Linked DNA regions of Sus scrofa: region 1 is linked to region 2. A link is a contact called in public promoter capture Hi-C data. All regions are on one chromosome and are shown on one strand. Each heading gives the region's core, a stretch centred on a gene start, on an enhancer-like site or on the middle of the called end of the contact. The rest is flanking DNA. Distances are from core to core; before and after follow the strand shown.

Region 1 (4,796 bases), core at 1,689-4,188, 69 kb after region 2:
ACCTGCACCAGCAGCAGCACCAGGACCTGGGAATTTGTCAGAAATGCAAATAAGCTCCACCCAAGGTGCTGAATCAGAAACTCTAAAGTAGAGGCCAGCCCTCTGTTGATTCTGATGCATGCTCAAGTTCAAGAACCACTGGGGGGGTTCCCGTCGTGGTGCAGTGGTTAACGAATCCGACTAGGAATCATGAGGTTTCGGGTTCAGTCCCTGGCCTTGCTCAGTGGATTAAGGATCCGGTGTTGCTGTGAGCTGTTGTGTAGGTCGAGGACTCGGCTCGGATCCCAAGTTGCTGTGGCTCTGGCATAGGCCGGCGGCTACAGCTGCGATTCAACCCCTAGCCTGGGAATCTCCACATGCCGAGGGAGCAGCCTTAGAAAAGGCAAAAAGACAAAAGACAAAAAAAAAAAAAAAAAAAAAAAAAGAACCACTGGGATAAATTATACCAAGGCAACAAACTCAAAATCTTGATAGCTTAATATAGCAAAAGTCTATTGCTCACCCTTAATGCCCATCTTCTTGTTGATAAGAGGCTCTGTTCATCGTAGTCACCCAGGGATTCAGGCTGGTGGAGTAGCCATCATCTCGAAAACCATTAGTGGTCATAACAGAGGGAAGAAGTGTGTTGGAGTTCCCATTGTGGCTCAGTGGTTAACGAATCCCACTAGGAACCATGAGGTTGTGGGTTTGATCCCTGGCCTTGCTCAGTGGGTTAAGGATCCAGCCTTGCCGTGAGCTGTTGTGTAGGTTGCAGACGCAGCTCAGATTCCGGGTTGCTGTGGCTCTGGCATAGGCCGGGAGCCACAGCTCCGATTAGACCCCTAGCCTGGGAACCTCTATATGCTAAGGGAGCAGTCTTAGAAAAGGCATAAAGACAAAAAAAAAAAAAAAAAAAAAAAAAAAGAGGAAGTGTGGCAAGTCATGAACTGGCTATTCAAAGCCCCACTGAGATGTGCTGTCATTGAAATAAGAGTTTTGTTCCTCTCTTATTCTTTTTTTTTGGAGTCTTTTTTAGGGCTGCATCAGTGGCATATGGAGGTTCCCAGGCTAGGGATCTAATGGAGCTATAGCCGCCGGTCTACACCACAGACAGAGGCAACGCCAGATCCGAGCCCTGTCTGTGATCTACACCACAGCTCAGGGCAACGCCAGATCCTTAACCCACTGAGCAAGGCCAGGAATCGAACCCGCCTCCTCATGGTTCCTAGTCAGATTAGTTTCTGCTGCGTCATGAGGGGAATTCCCAAATAAGAGTTTTAGCTAAGGAACAAAACCCTCCCTCCCTCAGCTGAAAAGGCAGCTGCAAGCCTTTTTAGCTATGCTCTCCTCATCCTACCATTCTTATAATAATGTAGCAACTATGTACCCTGTGTCCAAGCCAGCAGCCCTGCTAATAGTGTTCCCAGCATTGCTTATCAGTTCCGCTTCTGTAACCTTGCTTGCTCAGTTTCTTAGGGAGAAACATTGTCTACTCTGGGAAGGGGGAGTTCCGGGATGCTTATATGGGAAAAACAAGACCCTGTAATGTATAAAAGTTGCTAAGAGCAAAAACCTGGTGCTCAGAGTCTGGAGGTGACTCCTTTGAGCCGGTTCGGGTGCTGAGTAAACTTTGCTTTTCTGCATCTCCAGGTGCAGTTTGTCTCCTTCTGCTGCCACGGTTTTTGCAGTTTCTGCAAGATCATTTCTGCTCACAATTTATTGCCGAAAGCAAGTCCCATGGGCACTTCCAACTGGAAAAGAGTAGGGAAGAGCACCACTTTTCCTTTGTAGGATTGTTGAGAGGATCAAGTTGAATAGCAGATAGGGCAGCCTTTTGAGAATGTTCAAAGCTATACCAGGAGTTCCCACTGTGGTGCAGCAGGTTAAGGATCCAGCATTGTCTCTGCAGCAGCACAGTTTCAATCCCCAGCCAGCATAGTAGGTTAACTATCCAGCATTGCTGCAGCTGTGGCATAGGTGGCAGCTGCAGCTCAGATTCCATTCCTGGCCTGTGGAACTTTCATATGCCATGGGTGTGGCCAGAAAAGGAAAAGAAAAAAGCTATACCATTTTAGGATATTATTTCTGTTATTTCTACTCTTGGTAGAAAAGGGCCTGCTACCTGACTATTTTGCATATTATCACTATTATTAAGAATATTACGGCTGAGAAAGGTGTCAAGATGATGTGGTTTCTAAAGCAGAAAGTCACAACCCTGTAAGGGAAAGTTCAAAAAAAAATTTTTAATCAGAATTTTTTAAGATCCTGGCTTTGAAGAGACAAAATGATAGAAATATATTTTTTTAAAAAACATGGTCTACACAATACTTGGTAGGTAGAAGGTATTTGATATGTTTTTGTTAGGCAAGTGATTTTTCTGATTGTTTATACAAATTAATGTATAAATTGCAAAGACTGGATTCTTTGGAACAAGTTTTTTGTCGCTGGTCACATTTGATGCAGGGTTCATGCGGTGACTCACTGGATAGTATATAGAGGTAGGATTCCATCCAGAGTTCAGATCCCAGCTCAGCCACTTAGGACCTGTGTAACCTTAAGTGAGTTTTTTAAGTTCTCTAGAACTCTTTTCTTCTTGGGAAAAAACAAGGATCATAATAATCCCTGCGTCACAGGGTGGTTGTATGATTAAATAATACTTATAAAATGCTTGGAATAGGAGCTTCACATAGTAGGTATGTAATATATACGTGGAAGTTATTGTTCTGTTGTTGGTTTTTAACTTAGAATGAAATCCATCCTCTTTATTAATAAATACAAGACCCTGCTTGAACACTGCCCACCTTCACCTCATCTGCTCCTCACTGACTAAACCCTGGAAAACCATACCAGCCTTTTTCTTTTTCAAATATGCTGAGTTTGTTCCTGTCCCAGGGCCTTTGTACTTGCCGTTCCCTCCAGCTGGGCTCTTTCAGCAGCTCTGCAGATGGCCAGCTCCATCTTTTAGTTTATTTCTGGTTCAGATGTGCCTTCCTATATGGTGACCACACAATCCAAAATTAGCCACCTCTACTGACTTCGTTTTCCTCCCCCACCACCCTGATATCTTTACTCTCTACAACCACCACGTTCATCTGTTTACCAGCTCTATGATGTCATTTTTGTAAGAGCAGGGCCCCAGACTCCTAAAACATGCCCAGGGCAGAAGTTAGTGCCCTCTAACTATGTTGAATGAAGGACTCTGGTGGGGCTCTGATTCCCTTTGGAGATCCCAGCACTTCACTCCATAAGAAAATACCTTCTCTTTAAACTTGAGATGACCAAGAATTTCTGCAGTAGAAGTGTTTTTCACATTAAGTAAATGGATCCCCAAACGAAGTGCTTTGGGGAGCCGTGTGTAGAGGAAGTGCCATTTTTAACAAAGGGCTTCCAGGGTCACTGTTTGAGCTGATTCACCTTGCAGGCTCACCACAGATGCCTGGCAAAGTATTGTACTCACAGCCAAATTACTTTTGCATGTTACTACGCTGGAGCTACATGCAGTGTCCTAAAAGTTGAGTGTTTCGGGAGAAAAACAACATTTATTGTAGGTTTTTAAAATTTCTAATTTCAGAGAGTTCCCGTTGTGGCTCAGTGGGTTAGGAACCCAACTAGTATCCAGGGTTTGATTCCTGGCCTCGCTCAGTGGGTTAAGGATCCGGAGGTGCCATGAGCTGTGGTATAGGTCGCAGATGGAACTCGGATCCTGTGTTGCCATGGCTGTGCTGTAGACCAGCAGCTGCAGCTCCAATTTGACCCCTAGCCTGGGAGCTTCCATATGCTGCAGCTGCAGCCCTAAAAACAAAACAAAAAATTCTATTTCAGAAGAATAAAAAGCTCAGTGTAGAAATATTAGAAAACAGAGGAAAGCAGAAAGCACAAAGAAAACATTAGTCTTTCAAATAGTAAACATTTCATTGTTGGAGTTCTCATCATGGCTCAGTGGAAATGAATCAGACTAGTAACCAAGAGGTTGTGGGTTTGATCCCTGGCCTCGCTCAGTAGGTTAAGGATCCAGCCTTGCTGTGACCTGTGGTGAAGGTTGCAGACGCTGCTTGAATCTGACGTTGCTGTGGTTGTGGTATAGGCCGGTGGCTACACTGCAAACAAACAAACATTTCATTGTGTTTACTTTCCAGTCTTTTTTCTGTGAATGTTTTCAAAATGAGTCTGTGTCACATAAACTGTTTTGGAGTCTAGTTTCTCTCTAGCAGTATATCATGGATGTTATTATTTACTTAATATTCTTCAAAAAATGTTTATATATTATTGCATATTTAAATAATTCATGTAGGAGTTCCCATTGTGGGACAGCGGAGACAAATCCGACTAGGAACCATGAGGTTGTGGGTTCGATCCCCGGCCTCGCTCAGTGGGTTAAGGATCCGGCGTTGCCATGAGCTGTGGTGTAGGTCGCAGACATGGCTCGGATCTGGCATTTCTGTGGCTCTGGTGTAGGCCAGCAGCAACAGCTCTGATTAGACCCCTAGCTTGGGAACCTCCATATGCCGCAGGTGTGGCCCTAAAAAGACAAGACAAAAATAAATAAATAAATAAATAAATAAATAATTCATGTAAAGATATGAGCCCGTGGTTAAAAAAAAAAAATCTAAGTAGTACAGAAGAGTAGGAAAGAAAACTTCATGGCACTCCTAATGCTAAAGGTGTTTTTGATTCCCTCCAAATATTCTTTTTACATATACAAATGGAATCACTTTTACTGTTCAACATTATATTTAATGTATATGTGTAAATACATACACACACACACATATTTTCTTTGAAGGGGAGTGGGCCACACCAGTGGCATGTGAAAGTTC
Region 2 (4,726 bases), core at 870-3,369:
GACGAGGCTTGGATCTGGCATTGCTGTGGCTGTGGTGTAGGCCAGCAGCTACAGCTCTGATTCGACCCCTAGCCTAGGAACCTCCATATGCCTCCGGTGCGGCCTTAAAAAAACAAAAACAAAAAAACAAATATGTAAGACAATCTCTAATCCCAAAATGCTCATTATCTAGTCTAGGTAAGTGACTTGGGAGTAGTGAAGTCAAGTGGCTATGGGAGTAGAGACAGAGATGAGAAGAAGAGCTTTTGGTTGTAGCCAGTTGGCCTAATCCAAATACCTTTAAGAGTAAAAGGATGCGATCTTAAAGTCCAATCAGACCACTCTCTGGTAGTCAGATGGCAGAAATTTAAGTGTTGTGGTGGGAGCCTAGAAAAATAGCTTTTCCAGCTGAACTCTACAGGTCTCAGTTCTCAACAAATGAGGGACGGCTGAAAAAAGCACAACAATGAATACAACACATTGCCACAAACCAAGACTTTTATTTGATGTGATGCTGGCTTACTTCCATGGAAGTATATCCTAGTCAGTACTGTTTGTTAGAGCAAATATTTTAAACTCCACTAATTTGTATTGGTTGTACATACCCAAATTAGTAGGAAGATTCACCAATGGCTTGTTAATTAGTACATGAAGAGAAGAAAAAAAATGTTTTTAAGAAAATTAGCTTGGATAATAATGACTGAAGAAAACTGCAACTCTTTCTAAACCATTCTTAAGTTACTATGGGCTAATATTCACTGAGTTCTTACTAAATGTTAGGTATTGAAAGCACTTTCAGATATGTGTGCTTATTAAATTCTCAAAAAAACCCAAAAAAAACAAAAAAGCTCTGAGCTGGAGAAAGTTGTTTTTTTTTAACATTTTTAAATGTTTGGTATCTTTTCATTTCTTGTTTCCTAATTTCTTATTATAGTTGATTTACAATGTTCTGTCAATTTCTGCTATATAGCAAAGTGACCCAGTCATACACACACACATTCTTTTTTTCACATTATCCTTCATCATGTTCCATCACAAGTGGCAAAATATAGCTCCCTGTAGATAGGAAATAGTTTCTGTTTTTGGGGCTTTTTTTAATCCTCTTTCTTTGGATGAGGAAACAAGGGACAGAGAAGTAAAGTGACTTATTCCAGGACACAGTTAAATGAACGGCCAGGCTAAGATTTCAACTCATGAGTCAACCTGGAGAAACTTTTACAACCACTAAGTAAAACTGCCTCCCCCTTTACATACTTGCCCACTAAAACTATATCTGTCTTCTGCTCAAAACTCTCCCAGATTTCCTCTTTTACTCAAAGTCAAAGCTAAACTTCTTACAATGGCCTACAAGGCCCTATGTGCTTTGGCTTCCCATTACTTGTCTCTAACAATCTACACTGACCCACTGCATCCAAGACACCTTGTTGTTCCTGGATCACATAAGACTTGCACCTACCTCAAGACTTTTGTAGCCACTGAAAAGGGGAGAGGCCACACGGAAAAGTGAGAACAACCTCTTCGCCAAAGAACAGGTTTTCCTTCTGAAAATGCAAATTTCAAACAAATCTGCAGCGATGGGTAAAGTCCAACTCTCCAAGTGTTGCTGCATATTATCTGGACGCAAATTCTGACGACACTTGGGCAGCAGTCTAAAGTAGAGTAGTAGTACGGCCCCCTCCATCCTACAAACGTCAAGCATCTCCACGCCACTCACTTCCATCCTAGCTAAGCACTAGCCACATGCCGGTTTTAAGCAAATAAATCGCCGCAGGGAGTCGGAAATCTCTCTCTCTACACACACACACGCGCGCGCAACCCTTCGCCCCAGTGCTGTAAAATGCAGTCCAAAAAATCCGGGGAAGATCTAAATCTGGGAGATGCTGCAATCTCTCCAAGTTATCTCTTCTTTCTACTGCTGGAGGCAAGAGGAATGCCACAGGAGCAAAGAGGGGGGAGGAAGGGGGCATCTCCCCCTTACCTTGATGGCTTTCTCCATGTCGCTCTCCTCCGACATGCTCCGCGAGGCCCGCACGGCCGGGAGCAGCGGAGGCTGCGCAGCTGCCTGATCCCACCGCAGCCGAGGGAACAAGGAGCTCAGCGCTCCGGACCCCGAGCCTCGGGAAGACTGGCAGCAGCCGCCCCCAGGAACCGGCAGGAATGAAGGCCCCGGCGCCGGCTCGGCCTCGGCGGGCGGTTCTAGGCTGGCGGCGGCGGCGGCAGCGGCCCCCGGGAAGAAGCCTTTGTGCTGGGCCCCACGCGGCCGCCTCCCGGCCTCATCCCCGGCCGGGGAGGCAGGCTCCCGGGGCAGGGCGAGGCGGAGAGGGCCCCGATCCGGGGCGCTGTGCTGGGGCCTCGAAGGGCCTCCGCTTAGGCCCGGGCTCGCCAGGTCCTGAAGAGGAACCTGCGCCTCCGCCTCCGCCGCCGGCACCGCCGAGAAGCCGAGGCCGACCCCGCCGCCGCCGCCGCCGCCGCCGCTGCTCCCGCTGCTGCTTCAGCGCCACACATCGCCGGGACACCCGCGCCGGGCAGCCCTGCCGGCCGCCCGCCTGCCGGCGCTGTGCACTACTTGAACTCCGGGCCGCCCTTCCTGCGGCCAGACTTCGTGCCCCCACAGCTCCACGCGCCCCTCGCCGCGGTCCGCTGGGGTTTCCGAGTCGCCCCCGAACCACGCAGTTGACTTGCAGGCGTCTGCCAAGGCCTCCCCAAGGTGGCGCCAAACTCAGGACAGGCCCCCGGGCCCTCCGCAGCGACGGCGCAGTGCTGATGACGTCAAAGGCCCCAGACCAGGCGGGGCTATTGGACCTTACCACCCAATTCGAGTGGCAGCGGGACATTTCTCACCTTCTGTGTTTTTCCTAACGTCGTGGTCTAGATTTATGGTAGCAGAAACACGCTGCGGAAGAAGCAGAGGATATCGGCTTGTGATAGAGGTCAGACACTGAACCTCCGGAAGAATCCTGAGGTAAGAACAGATATATAGCAATAACAGTTATGTATACAGGGCTTTCATTTTGCGTGAAGCTCTTTTTTTTTCCATTAGTTTCCTTATTCTTTATAAAGTAGGCATTTGGCTCTTCGAGGTAAGTGTATGTATGTGGAATATATAAAATATGTATGTATTTTTTGCTTTTTAGGGCCGCTTCTGTGGCACATGGAAGTTCCCAGGCTAGGTAGGGGTCGAATAGGAACTGTAGCCTCTGGCCTACACCACAGCCACAGCAACGCCAGATCTGAGCAGTGTCTGCGACCTACACGACCTACACCATAGTTCGTGACAGTTCAGGATCCTTAACCCACTGAGCGAGGCCAGGGATCAAACTGGCATCCTCATGGATACTAGACGGGTTTGTAACCTGCTGAGCCACAGTGGAAACTCCTGAGGTGAGTATATTGTTATACCCTATTAACAGATGAGATAACAGATGAAGTAACAGATGAAGTAAGTGGAACTCTCTTGCAAACAGCTGAGAACTAGTGAAGTCAAAATTGGAACCAAGGTTTGTGCTCGTTATGTTACACCAATAACCTGTCAAAGGACCTTGCAGGAGTTTTTGCCTAATCACCTCTTGATAGATCTTCGTTCATTCACTTATTTACTGAGCACCACTGTGTGCCAGGCCAACTCCATCCTGGGGAAACAGTAGAAACAAGATATGGTACCTGTTTACAGATCTTACTTTCCAGAAAAGGAAGCAGAATGTAAAGAGGGAAAAGCACAGAGTTTGTGGATACTAAGAAGAAAGTCAGCAGGGTGCTGAGGTAAGAGAATAACTGGATGTGGGGACTTTTTCCAAGTAGGTGATCAGGGAAGGTCCCAGGTGGTAACTTTGAAGCAGAGACCTCAGATAAATGAGGAGGAGCTGTCTCATTAGAAATCCAAGGAGATTTCTGGGCAGATGGAACAGCATGTGGAAAAGTCTTAAAGTGAAAGTAAACTAAATGTGGTCAAGGAGCATCTGTCATTGTAGCTGGAGTAAGGTGAGTAGGAGAGAGTGGTAAAGGTTGGAGAGATGGGCAGGGCCTGTATCATATACACCCATAGAGGTCATGGTGAGATCTTTGGATTTTATTCTAAGCCAGTGGAAAGTTTTAAACTAAAGAGTGATACCAAATTTATGTTTTAAAAGATAAGACTGCTGTATGAAGAGTGAAATATGGGCAAGTTAAAGTGGAGACATGGAAGAAAGAGAAAAAAAAAGGATTTCCCGTTGTGTGGCAGAAATGAATCCCACTAGGAACCATGAGGTTGTTGGTTCGATCCCTGACCTTGCTCAGTGGGTTAAGGATCTGGTGTTGCTGTGACCTGTGGCATAGGCTGGCAGCTATAGCTCCAATTCAACCCCTAGCCTGGGAACCTCCATATGCTGTGGGCACAGCCGTAATAAGCAAAAAAAAATTGGAGACATGGACAGTTATTAAGAGGCTGTGGGGTAACCTAGATGATTATGATGTTCCAACAGTAAAGTGGCGGTAAAGTTAGAATAGATGGATTTATGATATGTTTCGGAGGTAGAGGTGAATGGACTTACTGAAGGACTCAGTGTGGAAAATGTGAATAAGAAACTAATCCAGAATAATTTCTGGCTTAAGCAGCTTGTATGGGTGATGGGACATTCAGTGAATGAAAGACTTGATGAGAGTGAGAGTGGAGAATCCAGAGTTCTTTTCTGCCTGGTTAATTTGAGGTTCTTATGTGATGTACTAGAGGATAAGTAATTGGATATATTGTGGTGCAGACGTAGTTGTC

The links. Promoter capture Hi-C pulls out the DNA fragments that hold promoters and counts their contacts.
Region 1: a promoter capture Hi-C map of skeletal muscle shows a contact between it and region 2, with 5 times the contacts expected there. The contact joins the enhancer-like site here to the promoter of LOC102160475 in region 2. A contact is called at or near these places in 4 of 5 promoter capture datasets (fetal liver, fetal skeletal muscle, liver and 1 more), 20 of 47 Hi-C or Micro-C datasets (adipocytes, adipose tissue, alveolar macrophages and 14 more) and 2 of 2 datasets of contacts at active chromatin or transcription factors (alveolar macrophages and skeletal muscle).

The regions. Positions count from the first base shown.
Region 1 is chr14:39,952,348-39,957,143 of Sscrofa11.1, forward strand. No RefSeq gene overlaps it. Among named protein-coding and RNA genes, the nearest start is that of ALDH2, 22 kb to the left of the region's middle. Within about 2 kb of position 2,939, at least 2 of the 83 cell types and tissues checked have an H3K27ac peak or open chromatin away from gene starts, as enhancers often do. A contact at or near this core is called in skeletal muscle, where this site is marked.
Region 2 is chr14:39,883,787-39,888,512 of Sscrofa11.1, forward strand. LOC102160475 (laforin-like) reads left to right here and starts at 2,120. Exons shown (of 3, transcript XM_021074221.1): 1 at 2,120-2,941. The coding sequence starts at 2,137. The coding sequence ends at 2,838. MAPKAPK5 (mitogen-activated protein kinase-activated protein kinase 5) reads right to left here and starts at 2,112. Exons shown (of 14, transcript NM_001143694.1): 1 at 1,958-2,112. The coding sequence starts at 1,993.